Regions from separate parts of the Rattus norvegicus genome. Here region 2 is linked to region 1. Evidence: chromatin contacts called from public Hi-C data. All regions are on one chromosome and are shown on one strand. Each heading gives the region's core, a stretch centred on a gene start, on an enhancer-like site or on the middle of the called end of the contact. The rest is flanking DNA. Distances are from core to core; before and after follow the strand shown.

Region 1 (7,504 bases), core at 1,566-4,065:
AAGGCCAATCCATTTACCAAAGCAAGTGAACATCCAATTAGCAGACAGAGAATGAGTTGTGTCAACCTTGAGATGTTCATTAATGGCAGGCACTTGGACACACTACTTTAGCCTTCAGGGAGAACTCAAGGCTTGGTGAAATGCCATGCAGCACTCAAAGGTTTAGAAATATAAAAGGAGTGAGGTAAGAAAAGCAGAGCATGGGCTGAACAGCACCTGGCCATGGAAATGTAGCCAGGAAAGCGAGCTGAACTCAGAGTCACCCAACTGCTGGAAAGAACACTGGACATTTATTTAGTTCTTCCCCTTCTCAATGCAGCTAGGGTGGGTAAAAAGAGTATGGAGTTACCACACAAACAAGTTTTTAGGTCCTAAGCACTTCCTTGTAAACAGGTGCATGGCTCCTACCTCAGCTGTGGTCATCATTTCTTCATGACATTTATCCAGCTGACTCTGCAACTCCGTCTGCCTCTCCAATAGCTGTAGGCCATACTGTGCAGCTTTCAGTCGCTCGTCTTCACACTCTTTGAGCTTGTTTCGAAGATTTGTGATATCTGCCTCCATGTTTTCTGTTTTCAATCTACTGGAAAGACAAAATACAACTACTTGAGCTGAACTTGGAACTAAATGTAGTGACATCAGAGCAAGAGAAGAAACATAAATAGTTGACAGTACCGTCATATAAAACCAAAGGGATATTAGATTTCAATTTCTGAACTGTACGAAAATTCCTCTTCTCAGAGATAGCACAGTAGGGATCAAGAAATGGCCAAACTCAGTAAAATTTGTGAAGGTTAAGTCAATACGATTTTCTGGTATGAATTCTGGGAGGTAAAAAGAAAAATTAATGCAAGGCTTCTGGCCAGAGCAATTACTAGAATGGAGCTACTCTCAGCTGAGGCACTGAGGTACAGAACGTTACAGGAAAGAAAGCAAGAATTCATATTTTGAGTATGACATGGTTAATTAAGCAATTGAATATGGACAGTGACAACATTAAGCCCTTAAGATTCTTCATCACTAGAAGATGAGCAGGATTGCTGACAAGACTCGGAATTGAAGACTGCTATGAAGAAGACCCAAAGTACCCTCAGGCATGACTCATGAAGTAAGCCAAAAGGACAAAATTCCTCCAGGGGGTGGAAAGGAACCATCATGGCAAACGATACTAAGGCAAATTAGGTGAGAAACTGGAAACTGCAAGTCCTGGCCCAAGATGCTCTGCTGGAGAAGTGAGCCAAAAGCTTGCTTGGGATAGGTTTGAGAGAACCTACACAGATATGGCAAAATGACATAAAAATCAGAGTGGAGGTCCAAAGCCTGGTGCACCAATCACTTTACACTCCAACGTCTCAAAAACGCAACCTGTATATGGTATTAAAGTGAGAGGAAGCTCTATGGGTGAGCTAGCCATCTGGGTTCAAAGCTCATTTCCACCACCAAACTGGCTACATCGTAAAAAAGTTTTGCAAACATCTTGTTTCATCTATCTTATAAATTCTGTAAGATAAGTAGAGTAAAGGGCCTCTGTCTAGGTATCAACAGAAATGCCATGTGAGCCAAAGGAATTTTAAACTTTCTGGGAGTCACATTTTCACAAATAAATACCAGGGAAAACATTTAACCAAAACATCCAAAATGTTACCACTGCAACCTCTAATCATTGAAAAAATAAACAAATACAAAAATCAATAAATCAACACGCAAAGCCTTGAACCCAAAAGTTCTCCTGCCTATAGGATGCACAGGGATAAAGACGGAGCAGAAACACTGACTGGCCCAACTTGAAACACATCCCATGAGAGCAAGCCAGCCCCTGACACTACTAATGCTACTGTGCTATGTTTGCAGATAGGAACCTAGCAGAACTAATTCCTGAGAGGTTTCATCCAGCAGCAGATAGAAGGGATGCAGAGACCAGGGCCAAGCATCCAGCGGGGCTCTGTGAGTTTTGTGGGGAAGAATAGGGGATAGAATTGAGCAAGCTAAAGGGGTCAAGGCCACCCCAGGAAGGCCAACAGAGTCAAATAACCTGGGCCCAGGGTGGCTCACTGAGGCTTAACCAACAACCAAGGAGGTTACAGGGGTTGGACCTAGGTCCCCTAACAATCGGAGCGGTGCTGTCTCTAATTCTGTTGCCTGGCATTGGATTCCCCTTCCCCTACCTGGACTGCCTAGTTGGGAGTGCTTATTTACCCCTGCTGGGGCTTGATTTCCCAGGGTTGGATGGTACTGGGGGGAGGGGGACTTCCCCTTCTCTGAGAAAAGACGGAGGGGGTAGTGGAGGTAGGAATTTGTGGGGACAGGACTGGGAGAGAAGGAGGGAGGGGGCTGAGATTGGGATGTAATGTGAATAATACATAAATAACAAAACAATTAAACAAGTAAAAAATAAGTGAATGAGATGCTACAATAAGCCTCCACCGTGTGTTACATATTTGCAACAGTTAATTCGGGCTGCACCACTGGCCAGGGCTTACGGTACTAGAGAACTCAGGACTCGGAGGTCACAGAACTAAATATCAAGATCACCCAGCACCGTGTTTACCCGTACGCAGTCAAACCCGCAGCGCAGCGGTCCGACCGAACACTACACCGACCCGGAAGGAGGCTCCTGAGAACTCAGGTTCCGGGACAACAGGCGTTCCGCCTGCGGCCGCCCGGTTCGCCCTTCCCGCCGCTCGCCCTTACCTCTCCCCACGTTTCCTGGCTGCTGCAACTGGAGGCCTGTCCGGAGAGCACTGGGCGCCCAGACGCGTGACACTAAATCTACCTCAGCATAGAAATACCACCCTCTTCATTCGGCCGAGGGTCTGTTCAGTAAGCGCCGGGGTTTTTGAATATTGTTCCCGCGAGAACTCGGGTTTCTCACGAGATGTGTTGTCCAATCCGCGCCTCCGGGGCAAACGAGAGGCGTGTCTTGCAGCGACTGCGCATGTGCATGCTGCGCGACTTGTGCTTTTAGGCGTTTCTGCTTGTCAGATTCCCTGGAAACTTTTTTTTTTATTTAACCAAGTGTTTGCTTTTAGTGAATTGTGTTTCTGAGGTGTATTTATTTGTTGTGGTCTTTAGCAGCGCCATTGTCGCCGGGTCTGAAGGTAATAGTAGTTCCACACTGGCCCGCCTGCAGTCGCCTTTAGTAGCTAAGGCATTGAGTCTAACCCGGGCCAGCACTGTGCCACATTCCACACGGATCTTCCCAGTTAGACCCGATCCACCCTGCCAGCTCCGCGGCATCTTGCACTTTCCGCAGAGGAAATTAAAGCCACCTCCAAAGAACACCCTAGTAATTCAAAGTCAAAGTGTTAGGACTGCTATTCAAACAAACCCAGCCGGTTCTGCAGGACAGCTCGAGAGCATGCGTGTCTAAATAGAAACCCCTTGTAATTTTACTTATTCTTTACACTTTTAAACAGTTGGAAATTTGGAGAGTTCTAGCAACTGGCACATGGCATCATGTCTTTTTTTTTTTTTTTTATCTAAGCACTTGGCTGCTTCTTTATCGTGATTGACTGTGTTGAATCTTTCCCGTCAGTAGATGAAGGTGCTGAAATGACTCATTGCAAAAATTAATCGAAAACTTCTCCGACGCCAGTCAACCACATTCCCATGTTTTTCTTTACATAACAAAACGTCTAAGAAGGTTTTCACTATTCAATTTTCTCCTCCTCCTCTCCCCCCTCTTCTTCCTCTTCTTCCTCTTCATCATCCTCCTCCTCCTCCTCATCATCGTCATCTCATCTAGATTTTTGAGACAGGGTCGCTGTGTAGCCCTGACTGTCCTGGAATTCTCCCTGCAGACCAGACTAGCGATGAACTCAACAGAGATCCGCCAGCCCCTCCTCGCGACTCCTGGGATTCGTTTCTTTTACTAATTTGTATTCCACCTGTCGTCTAGTCTTAAACCAGTATAGTGAATTGTCTCTTGACAGATCACCAGCGGGTTTTTGTTTGTTTGTTTGTTTTGTTTTTATTTGTTTGCTTCCTTGTTTTATCATGCAGGCCAAACTTGTACTGTACCCCGTTGATTTTTAACCTTCAATGTCCAGAGGTCAGTGTTTACTTTCCCCTTTTCCTGCATTTGGTAGAGTTGAATGTCTCCATTAAATTTTAATATCTTGATGTACCATAGCCTTTGACCTCCTGCCTTTTCACTTATAGACCGGTATTTCTGATGGAGCTAGACCAGACTTTAAAGGACTGAGCTGGTTTTTAAGATAAACAGTGATCTGTCAAGCAGATATAATCGTGAGAAAGATTAAATGAAGCAAATCCTATTTCTTCTACCATTCTCAGATTGTTCAACTCAGGAGTCAGGAAGATAACCTCTAGCCTTGGCCAGTCATGACTAGTTAACGCGTGTAACGAAGATCTTTGTGAACTCCTTGTTTCGTTCTTTGATTCAAGAGCGGGTAAGTCACACCATTTCTCATTTTGCCTCACGCCTGCCAAGTCTTCCACATTGTCTCTGTGATCTGCCTGCCATTCATTGACACAGAAAAACAACTTACCTCAGGGCAAGGTCATGTCCATCACATACCTTGTTACGTTCTGTATGACAACTGTTAATCTTCAGTTCCACAAAGCTTTACATAGGACCCATCAAATTAAAGGTCAACACAAACTGTCATGTCTGAAATGGCTTGAGTCAGAGCTGACCACTGGGCAGCACTCCCAGCACCTACACAGGAGCTCATTGTGACTTTTTCCTTCATAAGCCTGCCCTGAGAAATTCTCAGAGTCTTAGCCTCAGCTGCCAGATTCTGAGCTACAGACCTGATAGATCAGTCTTAGGGTGTGCATTCAATAAACCATCCCTGTCTGACTGAGCTTGGCATTTGTGTGGTTTCTGGGGGGACTCCTGAACCCCAACCATATATATATATATATATATATATATATATATATATATATATATATATATATCCCTACATAGAAGGAGCTGTGTAAAAGGAAAAGCGTATTTTGTCTGGATATTCAAAAGATGCACTGGCGCTAAGCAAGGTCTTAGAAGATGGCAGAACTAAGGAAAAATGGACTGGGAGAGAGAACCATGTTCACGGAGTCTTAAAAGCCACTCTCTCTGTAATTGTTAAACACAGTTTATAGGAGAACTTTGATTTGGGCTTGTCTTTCTACACTGGTCATCCACATGAAAGCAATATGGAATCACTTGTGCTAACTGGCACATGAATAACTGAGCTTCAAGACCATCTTCAGTGACCAGACAGTTCAAATCAGGTGGATGCTGAGCTGGGAGCTGAAGAGGTCTTGTTGTAAGACCCCATAGTGGCCTTACCTCAGGAGCGCCACCCACAGAGCACAGATTGGCAAAGTGACCGCTGCAATAGCATGAGGTTTTTTAATCCACATAAATGGGGTGGTTCATCCACGCAGGGAGAGGCAACCCCGAACCCAAAAAGCACACAACTTTTATTCATTACAGAGCGCAGATTTCAGCAACAGGGTTAGCTGGCCTATTCTCATTGGTGGTACACAGGACAAAGGATCTGGTCAGGTATTGGCTGGCGTGCTCAAGGGGCTGTTCTCGGCTCAATTAGTCACTTTCCTCATCCAACCTGGTCTTGGAGAATCACTGGGAAAGGGCTAAGTTAGCACATCCCTTGCGGGGGTGGGGGTGAACTGGGTAGTCGAGCAGGGTCAGGATGACATCTTGCAGTTGTTCTCGGAATTTACCACAGGGAGGGGTAGGGGGGTCTTTCCGAGAACAGTTGTTTTTGTTTAATTAGCTTAGTCAGAATCTTGTTGACCAGAACTTATTTCATATCACTGAGCATCCTGACGTCAGATGTATCTCTCAGAAAGGTCACAGATTTGTCATAGGCATCCTGACCACCAGAAGTATTTCTCAAAACCTTGTTTTTATAACTTTGTTTCTCATATCTATGAAACTATGAAACTTTATTTCTTCAGTCTCTCCACCTTGCTTGTTTCCTGTCTGCAAATACTTCCTGATCTTGTTGAGAGGAGATGTTAGAATGTTTTCTGATCCAGAGGAATGCAGTAACTTAGCATCATAAATAAAAGTCAGTTAGCATCTTTAAAGTAAACCTGTTGTGGTTTTTATCCTTTTGACATAGTTAAAAGTCCTTGTTTAGGGATGCCCTGGATAGAGTATAGCCAGTACCACCACCGGACACTAGGTGTCGCAAGTGAAACGATTTTAGATCGCTTCCTAGATTAACTTGTACTCTTTAGTAGTTAGAAGAACAGGTCTTCAAAAGAGACTGGGGTCCGCATGCATGCCTGACATGCCAAAGGTTTAGGCCGGGGCGGAGTCTTCTGTGTCTGTCATTTTCACTTTAAATCAGAGAGGGTGCATTCCTTCTCACATGATAGTGGGTTCACAGGGCATAGGAAAGGCTTCTGAATTCTGAGAAGCAACAAAATATCCACGGTTGTCTCCATTAAAGTTCCTAATACTATAGTTATGCAAGTGCAGGCTGGTTGCTGTAACAAGCTCGTCACCATTCAGTGTGACATACTAACTCACCTGTTAGAAATGCTGGTCTGGGGGGTGTTGCAATGCCTTGAAAAGGCATTTATTTTAATGCAAACCTATCTCATGATTGCTGAGGGCACTACAGAGGAAAGGCTCTGTACTCAACAAGTTTACAGTTTAGTGGAAGAGACACCTGCCAAATGATTCTTGCCCAGAGAATGTCTCTGATGTCCTTGTTCTCCCATCATTAAATAGGGCTGTAAGTTAGACTTCGTTGGGGCCAGGCAAACACAAGTACAGGACTCTGAGACACCAAGGATTGATTGATAAAGTTCCATGATGGACAGAGTGGACTGAGAGATGACGTTTTAGGAGTTATGACAAAGGTTGTGTTCACTGAAGCTTGTAGAATAGCCGAAAGCAAAGAGAATGACTGTCTGGGTGCATGATATGGGGATTGTCCTGTGGGGAATACAGAGGTAATAAAGACCTAACGGTGGTTCTCAACCTAATGCTGAGAGCCTTTAATACAGTTCCTCATGTTCGGGTGACCCCACCCCCAGCCATAAATTTACTTCATTGCTACTTCGTAACTAATTTTGCCACTGTTAGGAATTGTAATGTAAATATCTGTTTTCCCAACATTTCAGGTGACCCCCTATGAAAGGGCCATTTGGCCCCGAACAGGTTGCAACCCACAGGCTGAGAACGGATATAATAAGAAACATGAGACAGACTGGAAATCTAATTGTCATAGCTCCCAATGTCAGTTATCAGAAAGAATAATTGTCCAAGCAGGCGGATTCGGCTGCTTAATTGTAATAAAGAGAGTGGGGCCCGGCACGCAGTCTCTTCCTGCACCAATGTTAACTCCCAACGAGCCCGACTGCTGTGTTCTGCTTCTGTCTGAGTAGACGAAGCCTTCACTCAGCAGTGTCATGCCGTCTCAGTACAGCGTGTTGATTAGCTAACTTGCTCTTTTCCCTGCCCGAAGCATTGTGTATTTTATAAGCAACCCACCTTTCCACTCATGTTCCACCC
Region 2 (7,504 bases), core at 1,770-4,269, 1.0 Mb after region 1:
CAAGAGGACTGCCACAAGTCTGAGAGTGACAGGCTGTATAGCACAAATCACGACAGCCAGGGCCACGCTGCAAGACCTTGACTCAATCAAATTAAGCCAAAAGCACACACATTTTGCTACAACCACCTTTAGTGATGTATGCATTTGGTAAAACCTCACATAATGAACATTAGTACAAATAACAGCTTTTAAGAAAACGGATGCAGATTTCCAAAAACCTATGGGATTCTTTAACAGGGGAACTACCATGTTAGCGACAGTGTGTGATCACTACCAGTGTGGGCAGCTTTCCGTGACTACCTAAGGAAACGAGCCGAGTGGTCAGACTCTGCAGGCAGAGGTGGGGGAGAATCGGTGCGAGTTTGAGACCTGGTCTACTTAAGACAGCTCTGGAAAGGTCAGGGCTACATAGGAACCCTGCCTCAAAAACAGTACTAAATAAGGTTTTTTATCTTAAAAACCCATAAAAAGACAGAAAAGCAGTAAAAGAAAAACGAGGCAGCCATGTTTACGAGAAGAACATTCGTGAAATGCCCGGCCTGGGTGAGGTTTCAGACTCAGCCCCCAGCACCAGATAAAACTGGGTGTGGTGGTGCAGGTGCATGCCTGCAGTCCCACCACCTTTTACTGGAGGCAAGAGAATCAGGGAAGGAAGGAAAGAAGGAAGCTAGCAAGGTATTTTAGCCAGAACCATCTAGAATGTGCCTTCTAGTTGGAGTGTGTGGCCCAAGAGAACCAGGGGAAGGCAGCAAGGTGAAGCACACAATACTTTATTCCTGTGATATAAGCCAGCGCTATCCCCCCATCCCCACCCAACCTCTAGTTTTTTTTAAGACAGGATTTCTCTGTGTAGCCCTGGTTGTCCTGGGCCTCACTCTGTAGACCAGGCTGGCCTTGAACTAAAGGAGCAGCCTGCCTCTGCCTCTTGTACACAGACAAGCTTATTTTCACCACAGCAGTATTTCCCTTGTGTGCTTCCCTTCCTGCCTTCAGCAGCACACGAGTGCCTGACAGAGCTATCCTAGCACTGCTGATTCCAAACGGGTAAGAAGGAAATGGAGTGACACCTGTGCAATCCAGAAGGGCACACACACACACATAAAAACTCACACACAAGAACAATTACTGAGGCAACAGGCTGGGCTGTCATTAACAAACCTGAAAGGCAGGCCAAAAAAGCTCAACGTAAGCTTTTTTTGTTTTTAAGAAACAAAACAAAACAAAAAAAACCATTGATAAGCAATGCTGGACTCTAAGGCTGTTCAAATGGTGGCATAGGAGTACACACCTGTAAACCGAGAGAGAGAGAGAGAGAGAGAGAGAAAGAGGAAGAGAGAGAGAGAGAGAGAGAGAGAGACAGAGACAGAGACAGAGAGACAGAGAAATAGAGGCAGAAAAAGACTGCAGGGCGGAGGAGGCCCAATCCCAAAGCCATCCTGGTCTGAATAGCGAGGCTTGGAGAGGGGAGGAGGAAAGGCAGAGAAAGTTCTGCAGCATTAAATGCAAAGAAACCCAAAAGACGTTATAAATCACGACATACAATTGTAAAACAAGCAACCTAATAGCCTAGAAGTTAAGGTATCGGCATGTGCATTTTAAAACATCCCCATCAATTTGTTCCTGACAAATTATTTCTTCTATGGTAGTGAAAATGGTTTAAAAACAAAAAAACATTCCTTTGAAAGCATAGGCACAGACATTGAAGAAATCTCAGCTTCCAAACCATTCTTTAAACCATTGTAATGCACCACTTAGAGGTCCTGGGAAGCCGGCGCCTCCCCAATTTCTCCACCTGTGTAATGAGTCCTACCTTGCTTCATGGAGGAAAACAGATTTCTAAACCAACTCCTCTTTCCAGTTCTTATAGTGCACACTTTTAGAATCTTCAGTAATCAATCAATCAAAATAAATAAAAAAGTATTGGAAGATACCCAGAGGACTCACCCTTCGAAGAATATTCAGCCTATACTTCAATTTTAAATTTTCTTCTCGTAACTGTTCCAAACTTGGAGAAGCTTCTAAGTAACTACAGTTCTTCAGCCGGTCGATCTCAGCAGTCAGAGATTTAATCTCCTTTTCCTGTAAGGGAAATACACTCTCTCCAGTCCAGTCCAGTCCAGTCCAAAGGAATGCTTCCCAGATAAGGAAATCAGGTCAATGCATCCTGACTTAGTCAGAGTACAAGTTTCTGATTTTACTACCTGTATTGCTAAATCTTATAACTTGAACTAAAAACGAAACTAAAACAACAAAACAAACCGACAAAAATCAGTAAGACTTGGGGGCTTACACACGCCAGTAGTGCTTGCCTGGAGTAGGAGTGACTCTGGGTTAGATCCCTTTGGGGCAAAAGGAGTCAATATACACTTCCATCTTTTGTCATATTCAAAATCGCTCAAGTGTCTGTCTTTACCTTTTCTGGGTCTAAGTAAAATTCCCATCTCTCCAGTATCTGCTACTATAAACAGGACTGAGCAGTAAAGAGCTTGTCCATTTAACGTGTACCTCGGGGCTGCCGATTTGCATAAAGCAGTTGTTGTAACAAGGCAGACTTTGGCAAGCTGAGTTCCTAACACTCGTATCTAGGTCCGAAAAAGAAAAGAGAAAAAGGACTTGGTCCTACTTTCGTTTTTTAAAATTATGACATTGTCCCAGACCAACGCTGGCGGCTTCTTGGGAAGTTTCTGGCTGGGTCCCAGAGCACACCTGACTGCCCCATCCTGTCCAGGGCGGCCAGCAGAGTGGGCCTCGCTGGCCACTTCAGGCCCTGAGACACCCTCTCTTCTCTGAGTGACAGTCCCACGACCCAGACAAGAGCAAACGGCTGGCGGGGCAGCATGGTTTCGCAAGCCCGGGTCCGGGACTCGGGTCGTCGCCACCGCATGTGGAAGCCACTGAGTGCCTTGACCCGCCGCCGCCCGCTCCAGAGGCCTCCGCCCCAACCAGGGACAAACCTGCTGCAGCAACCGCGCGGAGCACTGAGCCACCAGACCGTCCATCCTTTCGTCAGCGACTCACATGCCAAGTAGCCGGAAGCGGAAGTGTCTAGTTTTGGCCGGAAGCGGAAATTCCTACCCTGGTCATTGTTTTCGGTCGTTCAGGGCGCGCCCTCTGCTGCCCCCTAGCGGGATCCAGGAGACACTGCGAGAGAAGCCCGGAGCAGGACTAGCTGATGTTGGGGTCAGGAAAGATGCATCTCAGGCCAAAGCTACCCTGTGTTTGGACCCTCTGTCTCTCAAGGCGCAGGCATAGGCACAGAACCCATAAACCCATCCCTCTGTTTCGTTTTGATGTTTCGAGACGGGATTGCCCTGTGTAGCCTTGGCTGTCCTGGAACTCAGTAAGTAGCTCAGAGTGGCCTCGAACTTGCCTATGCCTCTTGAGCGCTGGGATTAAAGGCATGCACCACCATTGCCTGGCAACCCATCCCTCTGTTGAACAATGTATGATGACCGAAAAGGAAAATATCCTCAAACTTCTGGAGACTGTCTGAAAGGGGGAAGACAAAACAGCTTTCGTTTTCTGATCTTTGTCCTTTCACCTCCCAAGGGCTACGATAACATGGATTTACCACCAAGATGGATTTAGTTCACCTTAAAATTTACTTATCTTCATCCTTAACATTAATATCAATGAATCTATGGGCTTAGTGTGCGGGTTATAAATGCCACATATTGGGGCTGGGGATTTAGCTCAGTGGTAGAGCACTTACCTAGGAAGCGCAAAGCCCTGGGTTCGGTCCCCAGCTCAAAAAAAACAAAACAAAACAAAACAAAAAAATAAATGCCACATATTAAATAAATATATTATAGGACTTGAGAGAGGTGGTTCAGTGGTTGAGAGCACTGGCTGTTTCCCCAGAAGTCCTAGTTTGATTCCCAGCCTCCACATGGCAGCTCACAATCACCTAGAAACATGCAGTTCCATGGGATCTGATGCTCTTTTCTGATGGGTGAGCATACATGCAGACAGAACACCCACATACATAAATGCATAAATTAAAAAAAAACAATAATTATTATAAGTAATAAAGAATGTAGCCGGGGTTGGGGATTTAGCTCAGTGGTAGAGCGCTTGCCTACGAAGCGCAAGGCCCTGGGTTCAGTCCCCAGCTCCGAAAAAAAGAAAAGAAAAGAAAAAAAAAGAATGTAGCCATAACTACCTGTGTTTTCTTTTTTGCTAGGGAGAGCAGGCTGGCCTAGAACTTAGGCTTTTCCTGCTTTCCAGAATTACATCTGTCACCTCTCTGGGCTTATAGTTTTCTACACTGTCACCAGCGGTACATATACCCCGCTTTAGAGAGATGCTGCATTAAGGCACTTGGTTATCACCACAGCCCATATAAAAACGTTAACCAAAAACAACCACACACACCAAACTGTGACTGCTGTGAATTCAGTCCAGCCTGGGTTAGTGAGTTTTAGGGCATCTTTCATCCTTGGCTGTAGAGTAAGGATCTGTCTCAGGGTAAGCAAGTAAGCAAGCAAAGAAAGGAAGAAAGAAAAAGAAGTCACAAGTCACTGAGAAACGTCTGTGTCCCCATGGCATAGAGGGGCTTTGGCTTTCCTTTGGTCAGCAGTCAGTAATTGAGTATTTGTCTTGTGTTACTGAATACTTCGTCGGGGGCTGAAATGGTGAACAAGGTGTGTCTGGCGCGTGAAATATGAAGACTAGGTGATCAGATACATATCGTTGGCAAGAAGTACCATAAATGTCAAGCCTATGACCTGATATTTCCAATTAGCTTCATTTACCCACTATCCTATGGTAGGCAGAAATTGATGACTGTCCTTACCATATTGCCAGCAATACATTTAGTTAGTAAAGTACTCTGGGAATAGCTGTACTAATGGTATGGGCCAGAGATATGAAAGTGAGTTATTCCAGAAGCATCTAGAAGATAACAAGTAGAATGTAAACTTCCCTGCTATGGCTTAACCTTCTATAACAGTAGAGGGGTGGATCTCAGCATTGTGGTTCTACAAGAGTAGAGAATGGATCTCAGCCCTGCCGTGGATCTCCAACAGCAGAGAATGGAGCTCGGTAATTTGGTCTACAGTAGTAAACACTAGATAAACAACGCAGGACTTTAGTTGCCAATGTCTTGTCTCTGTCTGTTGCCTTTCAAGCACTGGGGTTGACGAGCGTGTGGGAAGTAAATGGCCTGGGTCTGGAGCTCTGATGGTACATTTAAAACTGCATGCCGTGATTTATCCACAGACACAGGCATCGTCGTAAGAAAGGATGGGCAAAGGGAGAATTGGACAGAGTTCATCTTCACTTTATCTCATCTTCTGAGACTGACTCATTCTGTAGCCCTGGCTGGTCTGGAACTCACTTATATAACCCACGCTGGCCTTGGACTTGCAACCTTGTAAGTACTGGGATTATAGCCATGCTCAGCTTGGGTCGTGTTTATACGAGCAGTGACCTGGATGTGGCAGAAGAGACATTGAAATTCTAGCGCTGGGGGGCAGAAGCAGGAGCAGCAGCAACTCAAGATCATCCTTGCTAGATAGGGTAGCTCGTGCTTGAAATCCCAGAACTTGAGAAGCAGAGACGAGAGAAACAGGAGTTCAGGGTCAGCCTTGACTACATAGTGAATTAAAAGGTAGTCTGCTACATGCCAATGGGTCTTTAATTCTCTTCTTCCAGTGTTGGGATTGAACTCAGGGCTTTGTGATTGTTAAGCACACATTCTACTATTGAGCCACACCCCCAACCCCAAGACTTGGCCTCTTTATTTCTGTTTCTATTTCTTCTTTCCTCCTCTTCCTTCTCCTTTTCTTCCTCCTCCTCCCTCTCCCCCATCCCTTTCTCCCTGTCTTTCTCTCTCTCTTGAGACAAGGTTTCACTATGCTACCCCTGTCCTGGAACTCGCCATGTAGAGCAGGTTGGCCCCGAACTCAGAGATCTGTCTGCCTCTGCTTCCTGAATACTGGGATTAAAAGCATGTGCCTAGCGGAGAGACCTTTTCTTTATAAACAAAACAAGACCTAGAAAAATGGCTCTGCTGTTAAGAGCCCTTGCTACTTTTCCAGATGACTAGAGTTCCGGGCACTCGTGTGAGATGGCCCCTGACCACCTATAACTCCAGGGGATACAACTCTGCTGGCCTTCATGGGCATCTATGGATACACATATAAATAAAAGAAATCTTTAAAAACAAACAAGGCCACCCTAGACGGCAAAGTGAGTTTGAGACCAAGCTGGGGTCAATATAAAATAAAATGCACGTTGAGGTGATGGAGAGATGGCTCAGAGGTTATGAGCACTGACCTCTATTTCAGAGGACCTGGGTTCAATTTCCTGCACCCACATGGTGGCTAACAACTGACTGTAACTCCAATTCCAAGGGGATCCAACAGCCTCTTCTGGTCTCTATAGGCATTGCACCCACATGCAGGGGTGCACAGACATCTCTCCAGTCTGTTTTTAAGGTTTTCATACTGCTGAGACGGTCTCTAAGTCTTGCGTCCACTTGCAGGTGCTGGGATCACAGACATACATACACACCTATCCACATAAAATAGAAGTGAATATATTTCTTTTTTAAAATGAAGTTCCCCATTCTTTTTTTTTAAAACCCTTTATTTATTATATATAAGTACACTGTAGCTGTCTTCAGACACACCAGGAGACGGCATCTGATCTCATTACAGGTAGTTGTGAGCCACCATGTGGTTGCCAGGATTTGAACTCAGGACCTCTGGAAGAGCAGTCAGTGCTCTGAACCACTGAGCCAACTCTCCAGCCTGTGAATATATTTCTATCTATCCCGATCCATCCATCCATCTTAAAAATGTGCACCAAAGTCATGCGGATAATTCCAGAAAGCCTGAGTGAAGACAAATTCTTTTGAGATTGAGGCCAGCCTGGGCTACATAGTGAGATCCTGTCTCAGAATAATAAAACTGGGAATCATGGATGATCATAATAGTACTTTCTGTATGGTATATTGTAAAGATAAACGAGCTAAAAATTAACTTTCAGCATCTGGGTCTGTGGTGATGGGAAAGATGTGGTTCTCTGGCTACTATGTAGTCTTTGAATTTGGTAGGGTTAGGCACTGTCTTTTAAAATAATAAAACGAGGCTTAAGCTTTTTATCAGTTTTTTTTTTTTTTGGTTCTTTTTTTCGGAGCTGGGGACCGAACCCAGGGCCTTGCGCTTCCTAGGTAAGCGCTCTCAGTTTTAATTACGTGCATTTGCGTATGTGGGTATGAGCACATGAGCATGACTATAGGTTACAGGTGGTTGTGAGTAGACTGGTGTGGGTGCTGGGCACCAGCCGTTCATCCTCCAGAAGAGTAGTAAGCATTCTGAGACATCTCTCATGTCCCTTTAATCATTTATTTATGTGCATGGGAATTGTGTGTGCATGCGTGTCTGTGTACCACGTGCATACTTGGTATGCACAGAGGCCAGAAAGGGGGGGGTCTCAGATCCCTGGGACTGGAATTACATATAGCTGCGAGCCACTGTGTGGCTGCTTGGAATCGAAT

Evidence for each region. Hi-C and Micro-C count contacts between places; a contact is called where the count stands out from the background.
Region 2: a Hi-C map of psoas muscle shows a contact between it and region 1, with 2.5 times the contacts expected there. The contact joins the promoter of Rars1 here to the promoter of Spdl1 in region 1. A contact is called at or near these places in 3 of 12 Hi-C or Micro-C datasets (frontal cortex, mammary epithelial cells and psoas muscle).

The regions. Positions count from the first base shown.
Region 1 is chr10:19,795,482-19,802,985 of GRCr8, forward strand. Spdl1 (spindle apparatus coiled-coil protein 1) reads right to left here and starts at 2,816. Exons shown (of 12, transcript NM_001034138.1): 1 at 2,692-2,816; 2 at 409-583. The coding sequence starts at 564.
Region 2 is chr10:20,796,232-20,803,735 of GRCr8, forward strand. Rars1 (arginyl-tRNA synthetase 1) reads right to left here and starts at 3,020. Exons shown (of 15, transcript NM_001105777.2): 1 at 2,955-3,020; 2 at 1,945-2,079. The coding sequence starts at 2,999.